Linked DNA regions of Mus musculus: region 1 is linked to region 2. A link is a contact called in public Hi-C data. All regions are on one chromosome and are shown on one strand. The core of a region is the stretch at or near the end of the contact, and the rest is flanking DNA. Distances in the headings are between cores, read along the strand shown. Region 1 holds the start of Gtf2h2 (general transcription factor II H, polypeptide 2). Region 2 holds the start of Utp15 (UTP15 small subunit processome component).

Region 1 (3,522 bases), core at 858-3,357, 2.2 Mb after region 2:
CTGTATATTTCCCACGGAGTCATCATTTGCCTCAGAAAACTTGATCGTTTGTCTTTAAAAGGTAAAAATACCTCAGACTGGCAAATGCTTACTCAGCATCCTATCCTCCATGTGCAAGAATAGCTGTCAGCCCAGACAGTTCCTATCTGAAACCGCAGACAGGGAACTAAAGCCAGAACGTTATTCCCTGAGCCTCTCATGCTGATGCACCCTTCCCTCTTCAAGCCCAGACTGGGCTACACAATGAGACTCAAGCCCCTCAAACACCACTGTGAACATAAAAGTAAAGTTCTGCCTGGACATGGTGGAACTGATGGGAGGTGACTCGGAAATAAAAGATAAAAGACAGGTATCTGTAGAAGCAGGACTGGCTTTTTTACTCAGAAACAGGAGGGCAGAGGCAGGTGGATCTCGAGCCCAGTCTGGTCTACTAACAGAGTCTAGGACAACCAGGGCTCTGTTACACAGAGAAACTCTGTCTCGAAAACCAAAAAAGTAAAAAAATTAAAAGGATGAGCCCTTAGAAGAGGGAACAAAATACCCATGGGAGGAGTTAAAGAGACAAAGTTCGGAGCAGAGACTGAAGGAATGACCATCCAGAAACTGCCCCACCTGGGGATCCATCCCATATACAGTCACCAAACCAAGATACTATTGCAGATGCCAACAAGAGCTTGCTGACAGGAGCCTGATATAGCTGCCTCCTGAGAGGCTCTGCCAGTGCCTGCCAAATACAGAAGTGGATGCTCACAGCCATCCATTGGACAGAGCACAGGGTCCTCAATGAAGGAGCTAGAGAAAGTACCCAAGGAGCTGAAGGGGTGTGCAAGCCCCCTAGGAGGAACAACAATATGAACTAACCAGTACCCCCAGAGCTCCCAGGGACTAAACCACCAACCAAAGAGTACACATGGTGGGACTCATGGCTCTAGCTGCATAGGATGGCCTAGTTTGTCATCAATGGGAGGAGAGGCCCTTGGTCGTGTGAAGACTCTAAGCCCCAGTATAGGGGAATGTCAGGGCCAGGAAGCAGGAGTGGGTGGGTTGGTGAACAGGGGAAGGGGTAGGAAATAGGGGGTTTTCGGAGGGGAAACCAGGAAAGGGGATAACATTGGAACTGTAAATAAAAAAAAAATAATAATTTTAAAAAATAACAAAACTATGAGCCTGGCTGTGGTGGAGCACACCTTTAGTCCCAGCACTCGGAAGGCAGAAGCAGGCAGATCTCTAAAGTTCAAGGCCACCCTAGTCTACAAAGTGAGTTCCAGGACTGCCAACACTACACAGAGAAACCATCTCCAAATTAATTAATTAATTAATTAAAAATAAATAAAATTTCTGTTCAGGATGAGCAGAGTGGAATACACCTGTGATCCCAGCACACGTGTGTGCGTGTGCACACACAGTTCGCATAATATTACTTTTAAGCTTTTTAAATGTTGCTCCACCGCATCAACATTTGCTTTATATTTTACTCTTCTATTACTCTCTTAAATTCAGAGAAAATGAGAAGCAACGAGTAAACGCCGCACACTTTTTGGCTGGGTATACGGGGCCTCTTTATGATGGAGAATCCAACCGGGGAGAAGTTAGAAGTCCCCACGCCGCAGCCAGATCACCCGTTTCTTAGACTTTCCGTCATCACACCCAGCCGCCCCGGGAGATGCTCACGGTGAGCTCCTCGCGTGCACCCGCGAGCCGCAGCGCGCATGGCCACTGCGGAGGCTCTGCCTCGCCTTACCCTGCCTGGCCCGAGGTCAAGGGTGATTTACTGTCCCCCGTGTTCAGAGAGGGACAGCTCGGGGCTGCAAACTCGCTTCGGGCCACACAGACTCACGGCAAACGGCAGCCCTGCAGCGAGAACTTTCCTCAGGCGGAAGCTGCCGCGCTCCCTGCACACGCCCCCACCCCCTCCGCCCTCCAGGTCCCCCCCGAGGCCAACCCGGGCTTTGCACCTCGGTCCTCAGCTCCAGGCTTCTTCTCCTGTCCGCCTCACTCCAGCCCTCCACAGCCTCAGGACCCCGCAGGTCTCCTCGCGTAGACCCACCAGCCTCGACGAGACGACCCTCACCGGAAGTACCGGCAGTCTGAGTGCGCCGCCAAAATTCTTCCGCAGCGCGCTGGAGCCACGGGAAAAAAAAAATGTTCCGGCGGCAGAGGGCAGCTGCTGCCAGAAGAGGGAGCTAGGGAGCAAGTGGTGCCCAAGAGCGTAACTGCCTTCCAGTTCACCAATATTTCTGCTGTGGGGTGCATTTCTATAGACCAAACAGCTAAAACTACAAGTTCTGGATACGTTATACATGCGTTTAGGGAGGTTTTTTTTTGTCCGTGGGTTTTGTTTTGTTGGGTTTTGTTTAGTATCTGGATGTTTTTGCCTGCGTGCATGTCTGTGCACCATGTTCGTGCCTAGTTGGGGCAGGGGACGGAAGATGGCATCTGATCCCCTGGAACTGAAGTTACAGATGTTTGCTATCTGCCATGTGGATGATGGAAATCAAATCCGGACCCTCTGGAATAGCAACAAGTGCTCTTAACTGCATAGCCATAGCCCCACCTGCCGCCCCACCCCCACGAGCGCCAAGCATGCTCTTTAACCCAAAAATAAGAGGATTCCCCCAATAAAATAAAAATACATCTAAGCATATTTGTGAATAGAAGTAAGACACATTCGAACTTTTCCCACTCATAACTTTGGCTCTGTAAAATAGTCTTAGAAACTAAGACTGAGCTAGGAAGACGAAGGGCACCATTCTCTGACTTTTTTTTTTAAAAAACAATTTTCCTGCTAAGTCACTCACTCTCTTCTGTAGTTCTCTTGAACACAAGGAATGGCAAGACTGATCTGTAAACATCCTTATGACGTGGAACCGAGACTACTCCCAAGCAAAGAGCAAGCCTGGCAGGACAGATCACCTCCCACATGAGGGCAACTACGTATGGTGGGGAGGCTGAAAGCTGGCGCTGGGGTAACTACCTCGCCATAAACAGTCTGCCTCGGAGTAATGACATCACTAGCAAGGTCTCCAGAAACCCTTGCGAAACAAGGCCTTTGTTGGCATAAGTGATCAGACCCATGCCTTGACCAGATCACCTGACCAGACCACAGGCTCTGTCATCTATGCACACCACAAGCCCCTCCCATTTCCCTTTTCTATAAAATGTCAAAGTTCATCTCAGCCCCTCGAAGACAGACTTGGTATATGCAAACCCCTTTATCTGTTTTTCTCATCATGGCCACCTTAATAAAACCCTTTTCTCTGTCATTCATCATTACGTGTCTCTTTGGCAAACTGAGACGCGTGGCCAGACAAGTCTGCTAGGACTGCTGGAACAGGGGGTTTTTATTAAAACTTTGTTAACAGGGTACCAAAGCAAAACAAAATGTGCACAGAAATCATGGTAGTCTCAGTATAACTATGACTAATATTCCAATCACATATAAAGTAACAATAAAATTATCTTACCTAGTGAAATACCTTTTCAAGCTGTGAAACTAAGAACAACCGTAAAGAAAGAATTGAA
Region 2 (3,581 bases), core at 930-3,429:
AGTACAGAGTGTCTTGGGTGATCTTCTCACCAAGTACAGGATATGTTTGAATCGCTACAGGTTTATAGCCGGCCATGGTTTCATATAAGTGCGCTGTTATCCTAGGGTCAGGAGTCTGGAACTAATTTCACAATAACTTCAGTGACTCTGCCTCAGGCCTGGAAAAAGAACAAATTTTAAAGCACAGATTGTTTATAAGCTTTCCTATGCAAGGATGATTTTCATTCTACTTTCTTTCAAAAGGCTGTGTGGAACTTTATAGACTAATGACCAATAAACCATCTCATTGAAATCATGGAAGAGACACTTGAAGCATAGAGATCTGGGGTACCATACTGGCCCATCTATATACATATATACATTTACATACACACACACACACACACACACACATATATAATATATACATACACACACATATATATATAATACATACATACACACACACACACACACACACACACACACACACACATATATGCTGCATATGTATGTCCTTAAACCTCCCAGAGCAGGCGGCAATGCTTGAGAGTAAATAAGACTTAGCCTTCCAGTAGTTGAAACCAGAAAAGCATGCAGGGCTGGAACATTCACTTTCTTGTCAAAGGAAAGAATACAGAACTAGAAACACAACAGACTGACCTGACTTCCTAAAAGACAAAAGAAGCAAGGAAAACAAAGTTAATCTTTAAGTGTAGAGGCTTAAGATGAAATTAGAGATAATGTGCTGGCATCAGACATAAAATTAAACGTGAAAGGTTCAAACTGTAGGAAAGAAAACCTAAACAGAGGAAACTTAAAAGTGACAGAAGAAGAAAAAAAGAAGGAGAAGAAGAATCTAAGTTCTTAACACGAGAAGCATTCAACTGAAGACAGTCGGGAGTATCAGATGGACGATTATATCGACGATACTCTCTGTCCACTCTGAAAAGCCTGCACAGCCGACATCAGCAGCACCAAAGCAATCAGTTTAACTTATTCTAATTGCTATTTTGATGAAGCAGAGCAAACCAAGGTTCATTCACTTCACACTCACTTTTGCTTTAACATACCAGGAATGCCCTTTCACTACGTACTTCCTATTTAAGGTCAGCACAGGAAGTCATTCTGTCCCTCAGAAATCCCTCTCTGCCTTCCAACAGGTGTTCTCAAACACTATCAAGGGCCAGATGGTAAATATTTTAGGTCTGGCCAACCAACCGACAAAGCAGAAGATATTCTATAGTTAATGACATGGCAAGAAATTTTTTCACTAGTACTCACAAACGCATTTGTTGTTGTTGAAAGGAAATACAATTCTTTGAGGTCAAGGCCTATTTCATTTAGTTTCAAGCCAAATCACTGTACATAAGACAGTATGTTTATCTGCAAAAACCATTATTGGCTCACTAGATAAAAACAGGCACCGGAATAGATCTGTCCCAGGAATAGTACCTCCTAAGTCTATTTTTCAAGAAATGAAAGGTTTTCGAGGAAAGAAGTGAGAAGTAGCGCTGGCTTGCTAAGTTACACAAATGAAGAACAGCATTGGCGGGGACGTGCAAGGGAAGACAGAACAAGCAATGAGATGCTATGAAAACGAATGTTAGGAAAATCACTGGACCAAGTCAGGACCTAAGAAACTGGGATTCACGGAATAACAGGCATTACGACACAAGGTGTGATCAAATAAACCCTGAAGGGTACTGAGAACATGTAAGAGGGAGATGTTTAATTCTACCTGGACATAATGTCATTTCAGCGGGGTCTCTAAGCATAATGTGGCACGATGGGCACAAAAGAAGCAGAGCGGAGGTGCAGAGAGGGACGAATACCCAGCCATCCTCAAATCACTAAAACAGAATTCTGTCCTTGGCCTTGGAGAAGAGATTGCTCCAGGGACTGACAGAGGTGGCTAGGAGAGCGACTACAGAGGAGCAAAGCCTGGGTCAAAATTAAATCGCGGAGGCAGATAAGTTCAGTGATCTCCGGGGGAAGCCCCAGAACAGACGTCCAGGATGTCAGAGATCACAGTGAGGACTGAGCAGAGCCTGGGCCGCCACCGGGAGCCGCCATCGCCTACCTCCGCGGGGCCCCGAGGGTCCACCGAGGCACCGATCCCCAGGACGACTCCCCAGACTTCGCCAGCTCCCTACAGCATACCGCTCTGCAGCACTCGCTCAAAATCACGCGGACAGTCCAGGAGCCGGAAACGCGGAGGCGCAGAGGCGCGTCGCGGGAAGATGACGTGCAGCGCAGGCGCAGAAGGTTTACGACCCAAAGAACTACAAGAAAGCGCCCTGGTGGGCGGGGCCCTGGGCGGGGCCCCGGGCCGCTCTCCAATGACCCGGAACTGAGGCGATCCATGGTTCTCCGAGAGGATGGGCTACGGGGCGCTAGGGAAACAAGAAGCGATCCCTGGGAGTCGTCTCGCCTTCACCGAACGCTCTGGGCTTTTTCCAGAGGAGATAAAAGATAGGAAGTGACGTCTGGGCCCGAAGCAGGCCCGGGGCTCGGGACCGATCTGGCTAGGCCAGGCCAGAGCCGCTCTCCCGCTGAGCTCAGGGCGCGTGTACCACCCGCCTGACCGGCCCCTGTCCCCGGATCCGCTCGCCGCGTCGGAGCGGGAGCGGGTGTCACCCCGCGGCCGTAGAGCGGGAACGCCCGCCCGGACACCTGTCGCCCGTGAGACGCCTTTCGTTTTTTATAGCACCTTTGCCCCCACTGTAGGACAATTTCAAGAATTAGGAAGAACCCGAAGCCTCTGTGATTAGCTTCCATTGGGGACTGTGCCCCCTGCTTGCATTATACTCTCCCTTCCCAGGCGTCTGGCTGGCGAGCCTACCCACCCTTTCTTTCTTAACTCTTTCTCACCATCTCTGTCATTTCGTTTTTTCCCTCCCTTGTGCTTCAAGTCTTGGCGAATCAACAGTCTTTGCTTATCTCTGTAATCCAGTCTAGATAACCGTTCCCTTTTCCTTTCCTGTTCTCTGGTCAAAGACTGGTAATTCCGTCTATTGAAACCTATTGTTCTATAGGGGTCCGCAAAGAGGTGACTATTTTAACCCCATTTTAGGAAGGATTGAGTCTCGGGAAACTCGTGATTTGCATGTCTAGCACATCGAATTAGTTGGTGTTGAAAATAAATTATCAGACCCAATTAGAAAATATGGGAAAGAAACTGTAAAAAAAAAAATTGTCCAAATTAAGATCAGAAAATATGAGGCACTAGGTAGGTTTTGTGTGCGGTGGCTCCTAAGAGTGATCTTAAACCAGGTGAGGGAGGTGGTACACACCTTTAATCCCAGCACTCCGGAGTCAGAGTCGAGGCTACAAAATAAGTAAGACCTCGTGTCAAAAGAAAAAAGATCTCCATCTGGCAGTTTTTTCCCCCTTTAATGGGAGCTTGAAAGGAAGTTTTCAAGAGAATAGCACTGGACATCCCCTGGGAGAACTGGGGAGGAGAGGGGGTGGAGTTGCGGCTCAACCCACACGTGCCTAGAAGAAATTGTTCTTTCCTTAGAAACAGTTCCCATTGAGTGCTATAAACTAACTTTCTGTTCCTGTGGCCTTCTGACAAAATGTAGCAACTTTGTTATGTG

The links. A called contact is a pair of places that touch in the nucleus more often than the background predicts.
Region 1: a contact with region 2 is called in a Hi-C map of muscle stem cells, with 3 times the contacts expected there. The contact joins the promoter of Gtf2h2 here to the promoter of Utp15 in region 2. A contact is called at or near these places in 2 of 39 promoter capture datasets (both in liver), 2 of 484 Hi-C or Micro-C datasets (CD4 T cells and muscle stem cells), 1 of 115 datasets of contacts at active chromatin or transcription factors (thymic regulatory T cells) and 1 of 9 other capture datasets (adipose tissue).

Annotation. Positions count from the first base shown.
Region 1 is chr13:100,490,502-100,494,023 of GRCm38.p6, forward strand. It overlaps Gtf2h2 (general transcription factor II H, polypeptide 2), which reads right to left and starts at 2,108. Exons shown (of 16, transcript NM_022011.4): 1 at 1,956-2,108.
Region 2 is chr13:98,260,813-98,264,393 of GRCm38.p6, forward strand. It overlaps Utp15 (UTP15 small subunit processome component), which reads right to left and starts at 2,180. Exons shown (of 13, transcript NM_178918.3): 1 at 2,063-2,180; 2 at 1-158. The coding sequence starts at 76. Ankra2 (ankyrin repeat, family A (RFXANK-like), 2) reads left to right here and starts at 2,264. Exons shown (of 8, transcript NM_001271388.1): 1 at 2,264-2,664.